Linked DNA regions of Macaca mulatta: region 2 is linked to region 1. Evidence: chromatin contacts called from public Hi-C data. All regions are on one chromosome and are shown on one strand. The core of a region is the stretch at or near the end of the contact, and the rest is flanking DNA. Distances in the headings are between cores, read along the strand shown.

Evidence for each region. A called contact is a pair of places that touch in the nucleus more often than the background predicts.
Region 2: a contact with region 1 is called in a Hi-C map of fetal cortical plate, with 3 times the contacts expected there. The contact joins the promoter of SCRN2 here to the promoter of CDK5RAP3 in region 1. A contact is called at or near these places in 3 of 14 Hi-C or Micro-C datasets (fetal cortex germinal zone, fetal cortical plate and liver).

The regions. Positions count from the first base shown.
Region 1 is chr16:62,052,842-62,056,541 of T2T-MMU8v2.0, reverse strand. It overlaps CDK5RAP3 (CDK5 regulatory subunit associated protein 3), which reads left to right and starts at 1,722. Exons shown (of 14, transcript NM_001261645.1): 1 at 1,722-1,805; 2 at 2,016-2,061. The coding sequence starts at 1,800.
Region 2 is chr16:62,187,655-62,191,354 of T2T-MMU8v2.0, reverse strand. SCRN2 (secernin 2) reads right to left here and starts at 1,879. Exons shown (of 8, transcript XM_077971354.1): 1 at 1,790-1,879; 2 at 1,258-1,425; 3 at 772-959; 4 at 29-228. The coding sequence starts at 1,425.

The DNA of each region.
Region 1 (3,700 bases), core at 473-2,972:
GGATCACGAGGTCGAGACCATCCTGGCTAACACGGTGAAACCCCGTCTCTACTAAAAATACAAAAACAAAATTAGCCGGGCGTGGTGGTGGGCACCTATAGTCCCAGCTACTCGGGAGGCTGAGGCAGGAGAATGGCGTGAACCCAGGAGGCAGAGCTTGCAGTGAGCCGAGATAGTGTCACTGCACTCCAGCCCCTGCGACAGAGCAAGACTCCGTCTCAAAAAAAAAAAAAAGAAATGGCATACCCAGCTTTGTGAGATCCTGGGGAATCTGGCCTCAGCCCACCCTCCCTCCTTACCCTACCCACTTCTTGGCCAATCTCAAACTCTCCCTTAGCTTCAGCCACCATTCGGACCACAGATTAGCCAGCTTGTGACTCTCCAAGCTGTATCTCCAGCCCCGACAACTCCTTTGAACTCCAAAATTATAGACCCAAGTGCCTTCTGCACACTTTCCATCTGGGGGTATCTCAGCATTGCCAGACCAGGTTCAAAGCTAGACCCCCTCCTCCCCAACACCTGCTCAGCATCCTGCATTCCTGTCTCAGGTGGTGGCTTCCACCTAATCACCTAGGTGTCATCCTTGGTGTCTCTCTCCTCCACCTAAACAGCCAATCATATTGCCAAGTCCTATCCATTTTCCTCCTAAATATTCCTCAGATCCAGCCCTTCCCCTTCCTCCCTATACCTTGTGTCCCAGCTCAGGCTATAATCCCTCGATAACAACCTCCTTCCAGCCTCCCTGCCCCCAGTCTTATCTCCCATGCATTCATCATCCCAGCAGCCTATCTGTACAGGTTCCTCCCTGCCTCAAACCCCTTCTGTGATTCCTCTGTCTGAAGAGATGAAGTCCAAGTTCCTTAATGAGGCTCCCTTTGATATGACCTTTCCACCTTTACAGCCTCTCCTCAGCCACTCGGGCCTGCCCGCAGAGTCGACTTCATCTTGAAATTTTTCATTTTGTAACAAAGGGCCATGCATTTCCATTTTGCACTGGACCTCACAAATTACGTTGCCCGTCCAGCCTGCCTGTTGTTGCTTGCACCCCTCTTGCAGTTTGTGGCCACCTAAGCTGTGTCTCTGTAGTCTCCTCCATCTAAAACTCCTCTTCCCACATCACCCAGCTATCTTCAGCAAACTCCTCTTCCCACATCACCCAGCTATCTTCAGCTGTTCGTTTAGACTCCATGTAGGTGTTCTCTTTGGGACGTCTCACTGATCCTCCTCCTTCCCCTTCCCTGCCCTAATCGCCCAACACGTTGCAGGTGCTCAACCATGTCTACTTGAGAAACTTAATGAGAAGGCAAAGCATGACAAGTGCCACAAGAGACCTGTACACTGCTCTGGATGGTAAAGTGACGCAAGAAGGGAAGAAGGCATTTGCAACGGCCTCCCAGATCGGCGCTAGGACCCCGCCAGCAGACACCTCAATCCGCACGGAGAGGATCCAGTGCCCGCCTGGGCAAGCTGCTGCCAAGCTGGGCTCTCGGGCGCCGCCTGCCTCAATCGCACGGCCGCTGCAGCGCACCCCCGCCAGTCCCCGGCCGTGAGCCCGCCTCGCGTCTCCGATTGGCTGTCTCCATTCTCCCGCCCCTCCCGAGCTCAGCCTTTTGGAGCCTTGGGGTGGGCGGGGCTGGAGGCCTGAGTGGAGCGTATACCCTGATAGGCTGTACGGAAGGCGGCGACGTGGCCGAAGGAAGCCCGTTTGTGTCTAGACTGAAGCTCGGCCATAACGCCACTGGATTGGTGGTGGCGGGGGCGGGCCAGAGTCTCCGGCCTGAAGCGGAAGTGGAGGAAAGATGGAGGTGTGGGGACAGGAGCTGGGTGTGCTGGGAACTGGCCGCGGACCCCTAACCTATGTCCCCGGTCTCCCTCCGGGCGCGGCTCAACCCAGCCCATCGCTCTGGCCTTGTTCTGGCCCTGCAGGGTGGTGGTTGGGACCGTGAAATGAGCGCGCGAGTGGCTCGTCCTCCCAGCCGCGCTCACGCCCCCCTCCCCACCGTGTTTCCCTCCAGGACCATCAGCACGTGCCCATCGACATCCAGACCAGCAAGCTGCTCGGTAGGAGGGGGCGCCACCGCTTAGCTGGCTGTCGGGGGGAGGCCTGTTCGTTGCCCCCTGTGTCCAACAGCTGGGAGCTCTGACGCCTGAAAGCCGGGGTCGAGGTGCTGACCACTGGCTTCGTTCTACGCCCCACGTGTGGCCAGACCTGCTTCCCTGAGAGCAGCCGGAAGGAACCATATGTAGAGTCTGTTTGACCTGTGTTTTCTCCTTTAATAACATGTTATCTATCATTCAGGGATAGGATAAATGACTCGCTTTAAAAACAGTCAACCATGGCCGGGCGCGGTGGCTCATGCCTGTAATCCCAGCACTTTGGGAGGCCGAGGCTGGCGAATCACCTGAGGTCGGGAGTTCGAGACCAGCCTGACCAACCTGGAGAAACCTTGTCTCCATGTCTCCATGACTAAAAATACACAGACACAAACACAAAATTAGCCGGACTTGGTGGCACATGTCTGTAATCCCAGCTACTCGGGAGGCTGAGGCGGGAGAATCGCTTGAACCCAGGAGGCAGATGTTGCGGTGAGCCGAGATCTCACCATTGTGCTCCAGCCTGGGCAGCAAGAGCGAAACTCCATCTCAAAACAAAAAACAGTCAACCGGCCGGGCGCGGTGGCTCAAGCCTGTAATCCCAGCACTTTGGGAGGCCGAGACGGGCGGATCAGGAGGTCAGGAGATCGAGACCATCCTGGCTAACACGGTGAAACCCCGTCTCTACTAAAAAATACAAAAAACTAGCCGGGCGAGGTGGCGGGCGCCTGTAGTCCCAGCTACTCGGGAGGCTGAGGCAGGACAATGGCGTAAACCTGGGAGGTGGATGGAGCTTGCAGTGAGCTGAGATCCGGCCACTGCACTCCAGCCCGAGCGACACAGGGAGACTCCGTCTCAAAAAACAAAAAAGCAGTCAACCACTAAGTGGCACATTTGGAACTTAAGTCTGTCTGACCCACTGTCCATGCCCTTTGCATTAGGCCAGAAAAAAAAAAAAAAAAACACCCCTCATTTAAAAATCTTCACCTCCCACTTGATTTTAGGAGGAAGAGAGACCTAAGACCCAGTTGGAAATGAAGACCTTTTAGTGTCCAGGCCATCTCCAGGTTATCTGTATGGGGCCTGCATGCTTCCTCCCCAGTTCATAATCAGGGAAGGCCTCTTCGTCTGATCACAGCTCCTGGCATTTTAAAATGCTTATTGGATTCATGGATTTGATGCCAGTCTTGTCCTTAAGATGGTATCTGACGGCCGGGCGCGGTGGCTCAAGCCTGTAATCCCAGCACTTTGGGAGGCCGAGACGGGCGGACCACGAGGTCAGGAGATCGAGACCATCCTGGCTGACACAGTGAAACCCCGTCTCTACTAAAAAATACAAAAAAACTAGCCGGGCGAGGTGGCGGGCGCCTGTAGTCCCAGCTACTCGGGAGGCTGAGGCAGGAGAATGGTGTGAACCCGGGAGGCGGAGCTTGCAGTGAGCCAAGATCACGCCACTGCACTCCAGCCTGGGCGGCAGAGCGAGACTCTGTCTCCAAAAAAAAAAAAAAAAAAAAAAAAGATGGTATCTGACTACCCCAGTCCATTGCTTCTAGTTCTGTGACATCAACATAATTTTTCTTTCTGAAAACTTTACAGGAATATAGCA
Region 2 (3,700 bases), core at 630-3,129, 130 kb before region 1:
CAAGGCTGGCAGAAAGGGAATGCCTCACCCTGGATCCTCTGTGCGGCCCAGAGCCTACCAGCTGTCTCCAGCACCCATGCCTCTGTGCGGTCAGCCAGCAGGAAGGTGTTGTGGTAGGAGAATGGCGCAGGGTCCTCCAGGCAGCTGCCCCCCTGCCCATAGCGCTCCAGTAAGCCTGTGATCACATGCAAGGCCTCCTGGGCAGAGCTGCTCCGTTCCAAAGCCAGCCTGGCAAGAGAGAGGACCAAGGGACAGAAGGGTGACAGAGGGATCAATGGCTGGTGGCAGAAGCTCCAGGGGACAGAAGAGGCCTGGAGAGGTTTGGTGACAGGCCCAAGTCACACAGCAAATCTGCTGGCACTGATCGTATCAAACACAATTACACCAGTGGCTTTCAATGCTCTCGTTCCATGTGCTATGCTTTGAGGGTTCCATGAAAAGGCCTGAAACACTGTTTCAGAGAGAAAAGTGTCCTGAGCCCCCAACCTCTCTCCACCCAGAGCTGCTCCATCCACTATTACTGGTTTTATAAATCGGGACTCTATGTGAGATTTCAACTGAAAATAAATAACCACTGCTCTATTTCTGGGCCAGGAGAGGCCCAAAGGTGGCTGCTGTTGCAGCCTTCCTCACGAGGGCACGAGGGCAAAGTCTGCAGAGTGGAGGAGGCCCCTGTGAACCAGGCTGGGGGAGGAATGGATGGGCCCAGGTCAAAACTCAGCCCCCAGATTTCTGGTGTTTCAGGCAGATGAGGAAGGGCAGGGTCTGCACCTGAGCAGGTCCATGCCCAGCAGGGCTTCCCCCTCCCCAACTTGCTCCTTCGTCCACACAGCCTCGTTGCCAATGCAGACACCATGCTCGTTGGCGCCCATCTCAGCCCCCCATAGCCAAGAAGGACGGCTCAGAATCACAGCGTGCGTCTTCGACACCTGTTCCACTTCAATGTATGTGCACTGGAGGTGAGGGAGGAGAAAGGAAGTGTCCACTCAGAGAGGGGCGGCCCCTCGAGTGCTGGCACTCTGCCAATCACCTTATAGATCCCTTTGAGGAATGTCTCATTCCCATTTTATAGAAGAGGAAACTGAGGTAGACTGAGGCTACATAATGGGCTCAGGTCCAGGTTGGTAGGCTTAAAGCTCATGCTCTTTAACTACTTCTGGCAGCCTCCCACGTGTGGGGAGCAGGGGAAAAGGTCTTAGAAGAATGCAGAGCTCTGTCACACCTCCCAGCACCCCATAAGGCCTAACCCACCTGGAGCCGGCTCCCAGGAGTGTGAGAACCTGCGGGGACAAACACCACCTCCTGCACCTCGTCCCGGGGTCGGTCCGAGTTCTTGGCAAAGATCACAGCTGGGATGGCTGAGGCCGGGGGCACAGAGACAAAGCAGTCGCAGGAACATGGAGAGTCAGGGCTCGACGATGCCATCTGGGGAGAGGCGGGCCTCTCCATAAACCTGGCCACAGCTCAGCCCCGGGGAGCCGCCTACCCCCACACGCGTAAACGACGCGCAGGGAAGACACCGCCGTGGCTCCTGGACGCTCGGCGCACACACCATGCCCCGGTGTGCGGGAGCAGTGGTGCCCACCCTCTCCCCAGGCTCCAGGCTTGGGAGTCCGCAGGCGGGCACTCCGAGGATCCCGCCCCCACTGGGAGTTCCGGCCCTTGGGAGCAGTCGTGGGACCGTTCCCCTCGCTACCCCACCAAGAGTCCCGCGGCCCTGCGCATGTCCAGATACCCGACCCTCTTCTATCCAACCCTTCTCTCACCCCCAATACTGTATTCCCCTCACTCTCTCTCCCTCCAAGACCCCAGCTCGGTCCCGGGTGCCACCTCCTCCGCTTCTGGCCAGGGCCGCCCCATTGGGCGGAGACTCCCAGGCGACCTGGAAGGCCTTCGGCCTCCGGGTCGGAGCCGGAACGGAGCGTGCAGCTCCGCCGTTTTCCACCAGGGCGCGCGCCTGCACCACTTCCCGGAGCGGAGCGGCCTTGCGAGCCACACCTGGCTTCCTGTCCTACCCGGGCGCCCATTTTAGGCCTGACAAAGGTTGCTAACCCCACGGAGTCACTGCGGGGAGCTGGAGCTAGGGGTGGAAAGGATCCCGCGTGAAAAGGGAGCCTTTGTCAGAGAAGGGGGACTGCTGGGACATCTGGAGACTAAGGAAGAACCTCAAGATACTTGAGTCCCGGTTTGAATCCCAGAGGCGCAATCCCAGGCTGGAGGCACCCAGGGGACTAAGATACAGAATACAAGAGTGGTGGAGGCTAGGTGCGGGGGGCTGGCCCCTGTAATCCCAGCACTCTGGGAAGCTGTGGTGGGAGGATCACTTGAACCCAAGAGTTCAAGACCAGCCTGGGTAACATAGCAAGACCTCCCCTCTACAGAAAATATTTTAAAATTAGCTGGGCGTGGTGTTGCGTGCCTGTAGTCCCAGTTGTTCAGAAGGCTGAGGTGGGAGGATCGCCTGAGCCAGATAGGTCGAGGCTGCGGTGAGCCAAGATCACACCACTGCACTCCAGCCGTGGTGACAGAGCATGACCCTGTCTCTTAAAATAAATAAGGGAACAGGTGCACAAAACCCATCTGATCCCAGAGGGCCTATCTGTCCAATAGTGTTCCAACCCATAGGAAGATAGCTTTAAAAACAAATTTAGAACTTTCTAGTTCAAAGATTTAGTGCCTTTACCTGTAGTGAAACTGAAACCACAAAGAAGTCGTGGCCAAAGGTGACACAGTCATATGGGGGTATACTCTCACCCCAAATGTTTTGATTTTCAGTTCATTTTTCTCTACAAACCATCTCTCCATAGCCATCATTAAGACAAATGCATCTTACACCCTTTTGCTATATGGAGCCCTCCAGGAATGGAGGGAGGGGAGATGCTGCAGGTTATCTGCTTTCAGGGGTTGCACTGAATCTATAGATGGCTTTGAGTAGTATGCACATTTTAGCAACAGTAATTCTTCCAATCTGTGAGCATGAAATATTTTTCCATGTCTTTGTGTCTTCTTCAGTTTCTTTTATCAATGTCTTACTTTCAGAGTACAGATCTTTCACCTCCTTGGTTAAATTTATTCCTAAATATTTTATTATTTTGATAGTTATTGTAAATGGGACTATTTTCTTGATTTATTTTTTGTATAGTTTGTTATTAGTGTATAGGAACACTACTGACTTTTGTACATTGACCTTGTATCCTCTGACTTTACTGTATTTGCTTAACAATTCTAACAGTGGGCCGGGCACAGTGGCTCACATCTGTAATCCCAGCACTTTGGGAGGCCAAGATGGGCGGATCACGTGAGGTTGGGAGTTCGAGACCAGCCTGGCTCACATGGAGAAACCCCATCTCTACTGAAAATACAAAATTAGCTGGGCGTGGTGGCACATGCCTGTAATCCCAGCTACTTGGGAAGACTGAGGCAGAAGAATTGCTTGAACCTGGGAGGCAGAGGTTGCGGTGAGCTGAGATCACACCATTGCACTCCAGCCCGGGCAACAAGAGCAAAACTCTGTCTTAAAAAAAAGAAAAGAAAAGAAAAGAATTCTAACAGTGTTTTAGTGGAGTTTGGTTTTCTCTCAAGCCTACTCTGCTAGGGTGCTGGCGGTCAGTCACGCTAGGATTAATGGGAAGGTGAAGGCTGCTTCTGATACAATGTCGCGGAGGGGTTGTGAGGTTGCCAATTAATGTCATTCCAGAAG